2 separate regions of the Mus musculus genome follow, and region 1 is linked to region 2. A link is a contact called in public HiChIP or PLAC-seq data. All regions are on one chromosome and are shown on one strand. Each heading gives the region's core, a stretch centred on a gene start, on an enhancer-like site or on the middle of the called end of the contact. The rest is flanking DNA. Distances are from core to core; before and after follow the strand shown. Region 1 has its middle 31 kb from the start of Gm46411. Region 2 has its middle 12 kb from the start of Gm31600.

Region 1 (5,969 bases), core at 2,623-5,122, 80 kb after region 2:
CCGAGGCGGGGCCGGCGCCCGCCCCACCGCCCAGCTGTGGAGCGCGCTCGGAAACTTTTGTCCGCCACCCGCTGGACCAATTTTTCTGGAGTTCTGAGGCTTCGCTTTTTCCTCACACCCCGGCCTGCCCAGCCGAAAGAGGGGGTTGGGGGAAGCCGGTGTCCCCCGGGGAGGGGGCACCGACGACTTCGAGAGGCACGGGCCCCCCCATCAGGCCCAGCTCCCCGCGCCCCCTCCCCGTTCGCGGTCTCTTAGGAAACTGCGACCTTAATGGTTGCTAAGGAGCAGGGGAGGTCCTTCCCGTCGCCGGCCCCCTCCCTGGGAGGCGGTGTGTTTTCTGTACAGGGCTAGGGTCGCATCGAGGATGTGACCCGCTCTCTGGCCCGGGGTGAGTGCGGGGCGCGGCTACGGTGCCTGCGGGCAGCCGGCCGAGGTCTAGGGGCGTGGGGACCCCACTGGGCTCGGGCTCGACCGCTTGACAGGCGCCGCGTGTTGCTAGCTGCCCTCGTCCGCGGTGCATCCGTGATGGGTTATAAAAGAGGAGGAAAGTTATTTTTCCTTGCTCAGCAGATTTGCCCTCCCTCGTTCCTTACTGGTTAAGAGATAGAACGTGAGCCCAGATCCGGACGAGCAGTTCACATTCCATTACGAAATTCTACACGGCTTCAGAGCCAGCAGCAGCACTCATTCGGGGCATTTCGGAGGAGATTTTCTTCTTTGGGGGATGCTGGTAGTGGTGGTGGTGGCGGAGACCGATACAGGGTGAATAAAAAGCAACTTTTGTCGGGGTGTCGAAAACCTTACCCTCAGGTTTCCATTGTTAGACTGCTCAACACTGGGTCTCGTTTTCGAGTTAGAGCTAAGCATATCCTTGTGAAAGCCTATGGGAAGAAAGTTGGTTAAATAAAGATGTTGGGAGTTGGCAAAGTATTCTTGCAAATGATTCTGCAAAGGCTCACTTGTTGCTTGTGCATCCCTTGGTTGTGAGATTCCTTTTTCAGATAATATGGTGGTCTGTGTCTGCGTGCGAGTTGTTGTGCAATAGATAATTGGAGTGGAAGGTGGAGAAATGAGAACAGCCATGAAAAGAATGTGTTGATGGCTTTTAACATCCTCTAGGTTTGATGCTTTCATGAGCAGGCAGGTATAGTTTGTAATTTAACCCGGAAGTCTGAGTTGGAGGCTAAGGTCTTGGTTAAAACTCTTAAGAAAATTCTGTACGTAAGCCCTAAAAGAATCCATAGTTTCTTCGGAAAGAGTTCAGTATACTCTTAAAACACGTGCAAGGGTGGACTCGTTTTAGAGGTTTAGAGTTGCTGTTTGTTTGTTTTTACCTCTGCCCATTGGGGTACCTACTGATGGGTCTTCCTTTGATGTATTTGGTTACAGTGAATTAAACATTTGAATGGCTCTAATCAAGTTTTAAATGTGTGAAAAAAAAACCCTCCCCAATTTTTACAAAAGAAAGGGAGAGAGGGGTACTTTGATTTAATTATTTTCCCGTTCTCCATTTATTTTTGGGTTAAGTTGCACTGTCTCCATCTTACAACATACTTTTACGGTAAGATGGCTGGCTGTCTTTTCAGCATGTTTTGTTTTTTAAGAAATGCTTTACTCACTTAAGAAATGCTGTTGATGCTCAGTGGTACATGGAATATTATTCTCGGCCGTTTCCCTGGATACCGCATTATTCCTCATCAGAAACTCAGACAGCATAACCCTTGCCGTGGACGTGATGGGGAACGTTTGCCTGACTCAGCTGGTTACAGGTGGTGCATTCATTCCTAACCATTTACATCATCAAGCAAGTGACCTTTTGATGGAAGGGGCCTTTATTTTAGATTTCTTCAGACAGAACCATCTGAGAGAGATTATTTGCATCCAGTACAGGTAGGAAGGGGAGGGGAATGCAGTGTGTTAGTCCTCATCTGATCAACAGCTGTTTATTGCTTTTCTGCCCCTAAGTCAGGCACTAGGTAGCAGCTGTTAGCAAACAGCTTCTGGGTTGCTTTTTGTTTGTTTGTTTGTTTGTTTGTTTCACTTTTCTGTTTTAACCTGCTGCTGTATTGGTTCACTTCCTAGGTCAGTTTGGAAGTCTGTCTTTCTATTGTGTGCCCACTCTAACATCTCTTAACAGCTTCAGCTAAGTAAATTTCCTGGTTAATGAAGTTGAAAAAAAAATTCTATCCTCTTAGGGTTTTGCGTGACATAGTTAATATAAACTTTTACAGAAATTGGTTAAACAGGCTCTCTAGAAGCAGCTAGAAGTGGGTTCTTTTGATGTTTTTATTCATTATCCTTCTGAAAAGTAGGTGGTGCTTAGAAGGTCATAGGATAAGGGTTGCTAAGCAGCTAAACAGAAGGATGCTAAAATTAACTGAAGCTTTTTTGAAAGGGAGTCCTTCCCTGTTTTACATTACCTACTAGGTTTAATTAATTTCTGAATCTTCCATGTTCTTTGATCTAGGAAGGTAGTATGTTAAAGTTGGTCTTTGTTTTTGTTATTATATTCAAATAATCTTCCTTTTGTAAGTGTCTTTAATTGAAGTTCAGTATTCTCTCAGTATTCTCTTGACTCCTTGCTGTGGTGTCAAATGGCAGCTTGTCTGGGGTGACTTTCTTGTCTGTGAAGAGGTAGAACTTCCCTTTTGTTATTCACGTATAACTTCACCTGCTTTTGCATTAATAAAGGATTTTTATGTTTATTTTGGAAATTCTACATAATCCACAAAGTGATGTTTTGCCATTGTATTTTTATTAAACGTTTGCATTCAAAAGATAGAAGTGCAATATAGTATCAATAGTAACTACAATATAGTCCCTCCTGATGAGAGGACAATGGCTTTCTTTCCTCCTAGATTAGATTGTGGATGTGGCTGTTCCTGGTCCATGTTACCCTACTTCCCTGGCTCTGTCTGTTCAACCCAGCTCATAGATAATCTTTTTTTTAAGTACTCTAGGTTTAGAATATATTTGGAAGGACTGAACAGATGTTAGAAGGCAAAAGTATTATGACTTGTGTATTGTCTTAGTGTTTCAAGGTTTTTGAAGTTTTTCATGATGAAAGATGCAAGCTGGTGGCTGGAAACCCTCCCTTCTGTTGGGTGGCAGGCCCGCTGCAAAGCCAGCAGCTTCCCTGCCTCAAGGTTATGCGTGTTTTCCTGACCTATCAAGCAGGCCTCCTTGAGTCATATTTTTATATTCAAGTGTAATTAAAAGATTGATAGGTTTTCTCTCTCTTCCCCCCACCCCCTCAATTTTTTTAGATTTAGATTGTGCTTCTAGGGTGGGAGCAATCAAGTACCTCTTTGAAATGCATGCAGGGGTCAGAGAGTGGTTTCCATGCCCAGGGGTGAGGGGTAGGGGGTGGGGGTAGATCCGAGGTAAAAGGTGTACCGTCTGAACCCGGAGGGAAGTATAAGATGTGCTTTCTGAAATGCATCATTTACTTTTAACTTCCCCCACTCCCACATGGCAAGCGGACCAAGGAAGGGAAACCTGGCTGCTGGTGTTTTCTTTACTGCAGAGGTAGAAGAATGAGGAAGATGGGGAGGAGCCTTCCCTAGTTAGCAGTTAGTCTCCTTGGGCTGTGTCATCAGCCCAGCTTTTCTCAAGGTCTCTCTTGTCACGTCCCTTGGGTGCCCAACAAGGTCTGAAGGGCAGCTGAGCATGCCTGGAGATTTCACCCTGCTTGTTGGCAGCTGAAGAAGAGGGGGAGGGAGGAGGGGAGGGAGGAGGGTCCAGGGAGCTGTGAGCTAGCATCCCTGGTTCGAGGAGCCTGCAGGCTGCAGGCTACCCAGTCTGTCTGCCCATCAGTAAAGGTGACTGCTTGTGAATAGGTGCCTCAGACAAAGCAGTGGGAGGGCGGAGACTGTTTGTTCTGTGTGAATCAGGCCACTAGTGCTGAGAGCATTTGAAAACCTCTGTGAAGGCCAGGGCCTAGGGACTGGCTGCTTCTGTGGCGAGTCACCTGCAGGCTCCTTGAGGAGAGGGACTCACCAGCTCACCTGGAGAGGGAGAATGAAATCCCCCACTGGTTTTGTCAGACAGCCAGACTGAAAGAGAAAAAGTCTCCGTGGGGGTAATTAGATAAAGCTTTTAAATGCTCTATTTGTTTTTCCCCTGAGCTTGCTTGGTATTTCATCCTTTTACCCCCCGCCCCCTTTTTCAAGACTGGGGAAGGATTGTTACAAAAGCAGTTGATAGGTAGTTGAGTTGCTTTTACACCCTCTCCCCCCCCCCACCCCCTTAGCTTTTTAGGCTAAGTGTCAGCCTCTGATTGTGAAGACTGTTAGCAAAACTTCTAAAGTTTACATTCAGAACAACAGGGATTTACAGCGAGGTCCATCCTGACCCCTGATTCCTAACTTCAGGCCAGCACTGAAAGCTGATGCTGGTTGGAGGAAGTTTGGCTTTGAGGACTTAGCATTTAATATTTACCGTGGGTGTCTCTTTCTGTGGTGGTGCTTTAAAATAAGGTCAGGCCCTTTTGGAAGTAATTCTCCGCTTGAATTTGGAGGCAGGAGGGAAGTAAACAAGCACAAAGCCCATTGGCTGCGCTGCTGCCGCTGCTGCTACCGATGGGGATTCGGTTATCCACGCACGCCTCTCCTACCTCCCATTGTAGGGAAGCATTGTAGGGAAGGATAAAATGAATGTTCCAGAAAGTCAAAAACCTATAAATGGAAGAGAGTGGTATATTTTGAGTTCAGGAAGCCTTGCGGGTATCCACTCCAGATTTCCTTTCCAGAACTTGGTTCCTTTACCTTTAGCTGAATTTACCTACAAGTTTCTCTCTCAGTGGGGGTGGGGTGGGGACTGCACCTTTTGCTTCCAGTGTGGGGAGCAGACAGGCAGGACAAGCAGATCCCTCTTAATGGGGTTCACTTGGGGATGGGCTTGAGGAGGAAGACAGGAGCCAAGCTCAGGGTTTACTTTTCAAAGGGATGGTCGTTATAGCCTTTAAGCAAGAGGGACAAGAGATGCCATTACACTTCCTATAGTGGTCAGGGCAGCCTCCTCCACCCCCATGCAATGGAGACTTGATTATCCATTCAGTCTCAGAAATCCAGGAGCCAAGGTAGAAAAAAAAATCTACTTTTCAATAGTAGGATTTAGGACCCAGCTCTGCCCTGAGTATGTCCAGAGCCCTCAAACAGATCACGAGTACCACCAAGAGGGGATGGGGTAGGGGGTTACACTCCATATCGCATGTATTCTGTGTGGAGAAATTCCATACAGCAGCAGGTAAGCTCTTTATTACATGCCCGTAAGGGAGCTCTGTTGGCAGGTTCAAAGTATCACAGACAGTTTGAGGGTGGAGCAATGGTTGCCTGCCGGACTGTTAAGTAGATTTGAAAAACCCTGTTACTAAGACAGTCCCAGGAGTCGTCTGCTTCTAAAACAACCTTGGTTCACTGACAGGAAGCTGCCCCTGTAGATGGCTCAACTCTGCCATCATGTTTTCAGCCACCCTTCTGTCAGGTTCCCTCATTTTGTAAGTTATGTGGAGTACATAACTTTTTTTTTTAAGTGTTTGAACTAGCCCCTACTTGCTTGATGCTTTTGGGCACTCACAGTCTTTCTCCGTTTTGTTTCTCAGATTTTTGTACAATTCTTACATAATCATCTATCTTTTATTCAAGGGCAGCTTTCCTGAGCCTTTGGCTCAGATGCCTCTAGAGAGAAAGGTGGGTTATCCCATGGCAAGACAGGATGGGGAGGGAACGAGGAGGGGGCCCAGGGATGGAGGGGAGAGAGGAAGTGCTTGTTTGTATGGGACCCCAGCTGGAAATGTCTAGAAGTGTCGGGGGACACAAGTACCACTTGCTTCCAGCCTTACCCTGGTTTTTCTCTTCCACTGCTCAGTGTGTCTCGCTCAGACCGGAGACAAGGCCCCGAGTCCTGGGGGGAGAGTAAGGGAGCCAGTGTTCCAGAACAGGGAGGACTGTGATGCTCTGAGCTTCCAG
Region 2 (6,826 bases), core at 4,122-6,621:
GCTGGCCTGGCATTCTTTACCCTCCTGCCTTGGCCTCTAAGTGTTAGGATTTGAAGGTTGTGCCCCAACAACTATCTTAATATGGGTCATAAGTGGTGCCATGCAGACATTTATCTGAAAGAGTACTTCACAGGTGTCCCTATGGGCACCCAGCCCCAAGGTCAACTATATGACCCATCTGACCAAGCTAAGCGGTGGACAAAGACCACCATCCATTTTAGTAAAATCTCGGGCAGTGGCAGTCCAGACTAGGAGTAGAATAAAGGCACTTAGGATAAAGTACTCAAGGGGTGTAAAGAGATAGAAACAATGCCTTTGATTGTGGAAATGTTGTTGAAGAATGGCAGACCAAAGAAAGACCCTGTGTGGAGTCATGTGCATATGGCCTACCAGACCACTCTCTCCAAGTTCTGTGACATCCCGTCCTGCCCATCATTCTACAAAGAGCACACTAGGATGGGCCTATCATTTGGATGATTTGGGGCACTGGGCAGTGGTAGCCTGTACACAGTACTAGGGAGTCATCCATTGGGGTTTACAGAGAGTTGATTCAACATCCCCCCCTGACCTGGAGATGAAAGCTAGGGATTCACAAGTCTCTTATATAACAATGCCAAATATGTCATAGAACTTACACAAAAACTACACATCCTCCTACATACTTTAGATCACCTCTAGATGATGTACACTACCTCGAACAATAGAGATGCCATTTAAGTCATTGGTATAGTATGTTGTAAAGGGAATAAGGACAAGAAAAAAAAAATCTGTTACATGTGTAGTAGAGAAAGTCATCACAGAGCTAACAGCACAGTACACAGCTACACAGGCACACATCCCAGACTCTGAGGATAGCTGTACTGCATCGCAGCATATTTACGCACATTAATATGTGTATTATAGATAAGGGATGTAGCTCAGATGTTGCATACATGGATTTGATCCTCGGCATCATTAAAAACAGGTGAATATAGTACCAGAAAAACAGCTCAGGCAGGAAGCAAGCACTGGGGGTTGAGGTCTATCCCTAGAACCTATGTTCAGAGCAAACAAGAAACGGGGCATGCGAATATGTGCCTTTAATCACAGAACTAGGGAACCAGAAAGCAGAAGACGTCTGTGATTCACTGGTCAGCCAGCCTAGCCACGGTGAGTCCCAGGCCAGCTAAGACCCCGATCTCAAAAAGAGAAAAACAAAAACAACAAAAATCAGGTGGACGGGGCCTGAGGAATGACTTCCAAGGTTGTCCTCTGGTTTCAACACACACTCACACACACAGGAAGGTGTACATTTTTGTGCATGTAGATACATGGACACATGCACACACATGAACACATGCATGCACACACACACACATACAGAGGCATGTAAGATATGTACTAAAATGTAACACGTTAATCTTATTCTCTATCACAAAGCTCCCTTCGCAGCAAACTTTTCCCCTTGCTTCTCTAACACTGAATTCCAGCCTCAGAGGCTACACCTGGGGATCTGGTTTGAACCAGGATGTGCGGCTTAGAATCCAGCCTGAGGAGTTGGGGGAGCGGGGATTGGAAGCTCACAAATGAGGAAGGTAGGACCTGGAGTCAGAAGAACAACAGAAGAGAGCTGGCTTCATTAAGTCAGCTTGGCTTCTGGCTCTTTTCCCACATGCACGTGCTCAGATGGAGTGTATTTCTCCTCAGCCCTAAGAACCAGATCTTTGCAGACCCACCTTTAGTTAGCCAATTGCCACCTTAGTCCCCGCCCCCAGCTTTAAAGAGGGAGTGGGATTTGTGCCTATTGGTTGGGCAGGAAAGCTGGAAAGCTTAGCTGTATTCACTGTACAACGTGCTTGCCACACATCCGGGAACTTGATTCTTTTTCAAGTCTTCATAGCTACTTCAACACAGTCAGGTTGCGTGGAAACTGCTTTTGACCAGAAGGGTTTTGCGGATAGCCATCCTTAGACAATTGTGATGTTCTATTTAGCACTATACCGTTTTCACTGAAAAGTCCATTGATAACGAATGGGCCAGATCAGTTTTTAAGGACCACTCTCCCTCCCAGAGGGCAGACCTCTATAGCAGCCTGTACCTGCTGGCCGGTCATCATGGGGACACAGGGATGACATGGCTCTCCTGCAAAGTTTGCAGGCATGTAGACCAAAGAGACTCAGAAATGTGGCGAGCAGGGATATAGGCTATTGCTTTCTCATTGGAAGATGTGTTTCCCACGTGTGCCATGAAGCAGACCAAGGAAGCTTGCAAGCCTTCCTAGAGTTCCAGGGAAAGGAGACTTTCTTCTCTCACTAACGCTTCCAATTCCTCCTTCCTTGGTCACTCAATAGCAAGCAGACTTTGGCTGTGGATTTACATTGGGCAAGTAACTCTGTCACACTCTTGGAGGTATATAGACTGCTTGTCCCGAGCTCATGGGATAGAGGGCAGTCATTTACAAAGATGGTTATAAGCCAATATAGAAGGGGTGGGACCCAGGAGAGCCCCAAATTCTGATTGAGCACATGAGAGCAGACCCTAAATGTGGCTAGAGGCAGAGCATTTAGTGTCAGGGAAGCCACTGGATGAAGTGGCTGCAACACCTATAGCCAGAACCTGATGACCTGAACAGTTCTCATGCCCCCGGTAGTGCTCTCAGATAGAACAGTAGACCAGCCACACAAATCCTCCTCATAGGCTCCTCCTACTTCAGAGAGAAGAGACCCACTAACGTGCACAGGGTAACAGCGAGTGACCAGGTGACCAGGGAGAACGGGGGAGGTGACAGGCTAATGAGAACACGGAAGGAAGAGCTTTGAAGAGGACGACTCTGTGTGCCACACTCTGACAGTCAAGCCCCATAGCTTCATCCTAAAGGTTGTATAGAGGGGTAGGGTGGAAGCCATGTGCTGACTGACTACTATGCCCACCCATTGGCTTTAGGGCTGTGGGTAGCATTGAGGCAATGGGGTCCCTACATGGCAAGGATCCGGTGTCTCCCCTTGAATATTCGAAATAAAGCCTGAGTTTCAAAGCTCCTAAAATGTATTATCAGTCTCTTCTGGGGACCATATGTTGCCACACTGTGCAGGTTCGAGGTGAGTCCGGGCACTTGCATCTCTGGTCTCGGTAGTCCTGTCTATAAAAAAAAAGGGAGGGTGGAAGGGGAAAGCAATGTCTTAAGGCTTACCTAAGTTACTTCTAGAAACATGTGTGCATCAGAACCATCAGTCTAGGGTTGTGAGCTACTGTACTACCTCAGTTCATACTACCCATCACCCACCCCTCCCACAGCCCTGCCTCCTTCCCTTCGGCTTTTTTGGCTTTTATGCTAGATTAACCCTCCTTCTTTGACAGTTCCATTTTGGGTTACTCTACAATTTCCTCTTCTTCCTCTCACTTCCTTGGAGTCCGTCAGAGCCCTCAGAAATCCCATCCATATGCCTGTGACACCAGCTATCACCTCAGTATACACTTGTCCTAAGCCTGGCTCTGACGCCCAACCTCCTCCCCTGCCCCCGCCCCCTCCCCCGCCCCTGCCCCCTGGACCTCACTCACTATCCCAGACTTGCAGGTCCCTTTCCATATCACATCAGCATCTCAGACCCTACTTGCCCTCTTCCCCAGACCTGTTCCTTCTTCACAGGGGCTCAGACAGCATCTTTCCCACTCTCCACCCACACTGAAGACTCTCCTCTCTCAAGCACTCTACCCCTGGGGGATGGGTTAAGCCCAGCCTGAAAGCTCAGCAGCAGCTCAAAGAATTGCTTCTTATTCTTTGTTTACCACGCCCACATCTTATTCTGCTCACTGCAGCTATGGCAACCCCCTCACAAGGATCTCCTTGCCTCCGGGATTTGTCTGTTATCTCTACTTCCCTTTGCTCAAGTCCCACCCACCACTGTAAATGGACCTCACACTGTTCAGAGTTGAGAAAAGCCACTCGGCTTCAACCCTCTCCATCTGCCACCCCACCAAGCATCCTTCCATATCTGCTGGCATCCTTGGTTCTCCTTTTGGCAGGCCTAATCCCTTCTTTCGACCCCCATGTTCCTCCTGCCTGTTATCTGTACTCCAGATCTTCCTCTCACCCACATTCGCCCCTCCCCTCTATGTTTCAATTCCCCCTCATCGTTATCAGGGGTCGATGCCAAAGGTGAAGGGATTTCCACCAGGCCCGGAATGTGCTAGTTGCCAGTGGCAAACTCCAAACTCTCATCTGGTACATAAGGTACACCCAGGGATCACAACGCATCTGAGAAAACCAGCAGTGGGAGGAAATTAGACCCTGGGGAAATAAGCTCAACAGGAAAGAGAAGAGTGTTAAATTAAGTATAATTAGTGTCTTGGGAGAGGTGTTCGAGGATGCTAAATCCATGAATGACTGGTTGCTCCGGAGAAGAAACCATCAGAGTGCCAGGAAACCTAACTCATAATTGTTCAATGAGACCTCGCCTGATGGAGACAGTCACAGAAGGCTGTCCTGGGTGAGGAGTCTAATGAACGGAAGGACAGGCTCATTGGCCCAAAATACAGTTCAAAGGTTAGAGGTCTGATGTGAGGTTGGCAAAGTAAGGGAGGCCTGATGAGATGGCCCAGCAAGTAAAGGCACTTGCCACCAAGCTGGACAACCTGAGTTTGAGTCCCAGGATATCACGTCACAAAAGGAAGGAACTGGCTCCTGAAAGTTGTCCTATGGCCTCTAGATGTACCGTGGCATTGTGACAGTCATGCAAATCAATTTTAAAGTGAAACAAAACAAAACATTTTCTTATGTTTGCTTGACTTTTGATACCGGGTTTCTCTTTGCAGCCCTGGATATCCTGGCGCTCACTTTGTAGACCAGGCTAGTCTTGAACTCATAGGGCTCTGCCTGCCTTCTGAGTGCACTACCACCACCTGGCTCAATTTTGTTTTTCTTTTAAAGAGAGAAAGAGACATGAAGGCATGAGGCTTGGGTCACTGCTGCTGGCTTACAACAACCCAGGACCAGGTAAGACCCAGAAGAAAAATACATTTTACAGTGAAGATTAAAGCCGTTTCATCTTTTGACCTAAAGTGGTTTTGAAATTAGTAAGTCATGTCCCAAAATACTGAAAAACCCATGGTAAGTAGCTACCATTTCCATTATTAGAAAAATTAAATAATTTGTTACCATTTCTTTCCTACCCCCCCCCCCCACCTAGAGACAAGATCTCACTGTGTAGCCCTGGTTGGCCTTGAACTTGCTACTCTCCTGCCCTTCCCTCCAAGTGACTGACAGACTGTACTCGCACATCTGGAGAGCATCCTTCAAATAACACTGTTTTCTTCATGCAAAACAAATGGACTCCCTTCTCAGTCTTTCAGATCTTCCCCTCTCTCTCTCTCTTGAGGAAACACACATAGCCTTTCAACCCCCATCACACATCCTTTCATCACGTGTGGCCCTCTCCACGGGCTCAACAGCCTGGCTGCTTGCAGGCTGTGCGTGATTCCTTTAGGAAGGTGGTCCAGCACACGCCCAGGGCAGGGCTCAGCAAACAAAAGTCGAGTGCATGAAAATTCTCTCTCTGCCACACCTCCACTGCCCTCGGGAGTGTGTGTGTGTGTGTCTGTCTGTTTGTCTGTCGGTCTGTCAGTCTATCCTGATCTGTTTTGTGTGTGTTTGTTCATGTTCTGATTTGGGGTGTGTGTGTGTCTGTGTGTGTGTGTGTGTGTGTGTGTCCTGATCTAGCACATCCCTGGGCTGAAAGGCTGTTCCAGGAAGAAGTCTGATTGGGCTCTGCTACAGGCAACCCCCCCCCCAACAGTTGCCAGGAGGGAGGAGGAAGAAAGTCTAAATGGGCAGCAACAACAGGAAGTAGAATCAGTCTCACAGAAGTACTAAGTAAGGAACCAGGCAAGAGCAGCCCCAAGGGCAGCCCCTGTTCACATTGAGAAAACAGCAGGATCCTGAAAAGCAGAGAGCCTTGCATTCTGCCCAGCTGGGAACCGGCCACAATCCAACCCACCCACAGCTGTCTGTGTATTTCTCTGTCTAAAATACCCAAATCCCTAAAAGGGAAGCCTTGGGGGAGAGGTTTGAGCATCAAATCCAATCAGGACCTTTGTGCTCCCAAGATAAACTGCAGGAGAAGGAGCCCAAAATGGCTGGAGTGCAGATCAAGGTCAATGCCACCTGGCTGAGTGTCCTCTCTCTAGGGTTAAGCTGCAAGATTGGAAGTTCACAATGAGAAAGGGCAGAGCAAGAGGTGAGGTCAGCTGACTACTCAGAGGTCCTGGAGAATGCTGGAGTTAAGAAATAAAAGTTGGCACCTACACTCTGAGAGGTAGCTCTAGCCACTACATGCCTTCTGCCATTCTGAGCATCCGTACCTCCCACAGGCCTTCCCTGATCCTTCACTAAGTGTCATTCTCCTGCCCCTTACTACCAAGCTGGGCCATATGAAACTGCCAACAGACATTGTGTTTGTCCTTAACACCCGGCCATTTCACTGGCCCAGTAAAATGCTTCAACAGAGTTCCGAAGGCAGAGTTTGTGCATTCTTTGTCCATTTCTTTGAAGGCCACGCCATGCAGGAGATAAAAGAAATACAAACCACAGAGACTGGTGGATCTGTGAATGTATTTTCTCCTTGCCAAGCAATTCACCCGGAGTTTCTTAGAAAGTTCCTCTACAGCCCTTAAGTAAAAATCAGTTTGCCAAATCTTTCATTATTAAAATAGGATCCTCCTGTAGTCCAGGTACAATAACTACACAGAGAGAAATGAAACAAACAAACAACAACAACAAAGAAAACAATGCTAATACCTTCTGGTATCACTCGTTAACAGACACACCAGGACAATCTCAAAAGGAGCTTAC

The links. HiChIP or PLAC-seq counts read pairs in DNA pulled down with a chosen protein or histone mark.
Region 1: an HNF4G HiChIP or PLAC-seq map of pancreatic cancer cells shows a contact between it and region 2. The contact joins two enhancer-like sites. A contact is called at or near these places in 1 of 39 promoter capture datasets (the SN4741 cell line), 5 of 484 Hi-C or Micro-C datasets (the HPC-7 cell line, double positive thymocytes, liver and 2 more), 10 of 115 datasets of contacts at active chromatin or transcription factors (the SCID.adh cell line, bone marrow-derived dendritic cells, bone marrow-derived macrophages and 5 more) and 2 of 9 other capture datasets (adipose tissue and liver).

Annotation. Positions count from the first base shown.
Region 1 is chr13:37,827,344-37,833,312 of GRCm38.p6, forward strand. It overlaps a transcript of Rreb1 not described here. Among named protein-coding and RNA genes, the nearest start is that of Gm46411, 31 kb to the left of the region's middle. Within about 2 kb of position 3,873, at least 61 of the 459 cell types and tissues checked have an H3K27ac peak or open chromatin away from gene starts, as enhancers often do. A contact at or near this core is called in pancreatic cancer cells, where this site is marked.
Region 2 is chr13:37,745,915-37,752,740 of GRCm38.p6, forward strand. No RefSeq gene overlaps it. Among named protein-coding and RNA genes, the nearest start is that of Gm31600, 12 kb to the right of the region's middle. Within about 2 kb of position 5,372, at least 92 of the 459 cell types and tissues checked have an H3K27ac peak or open chromatin away from gene starts, as enhancers often do. A contact at or near this core is called in pancreatic cancer cells, where this site is marked.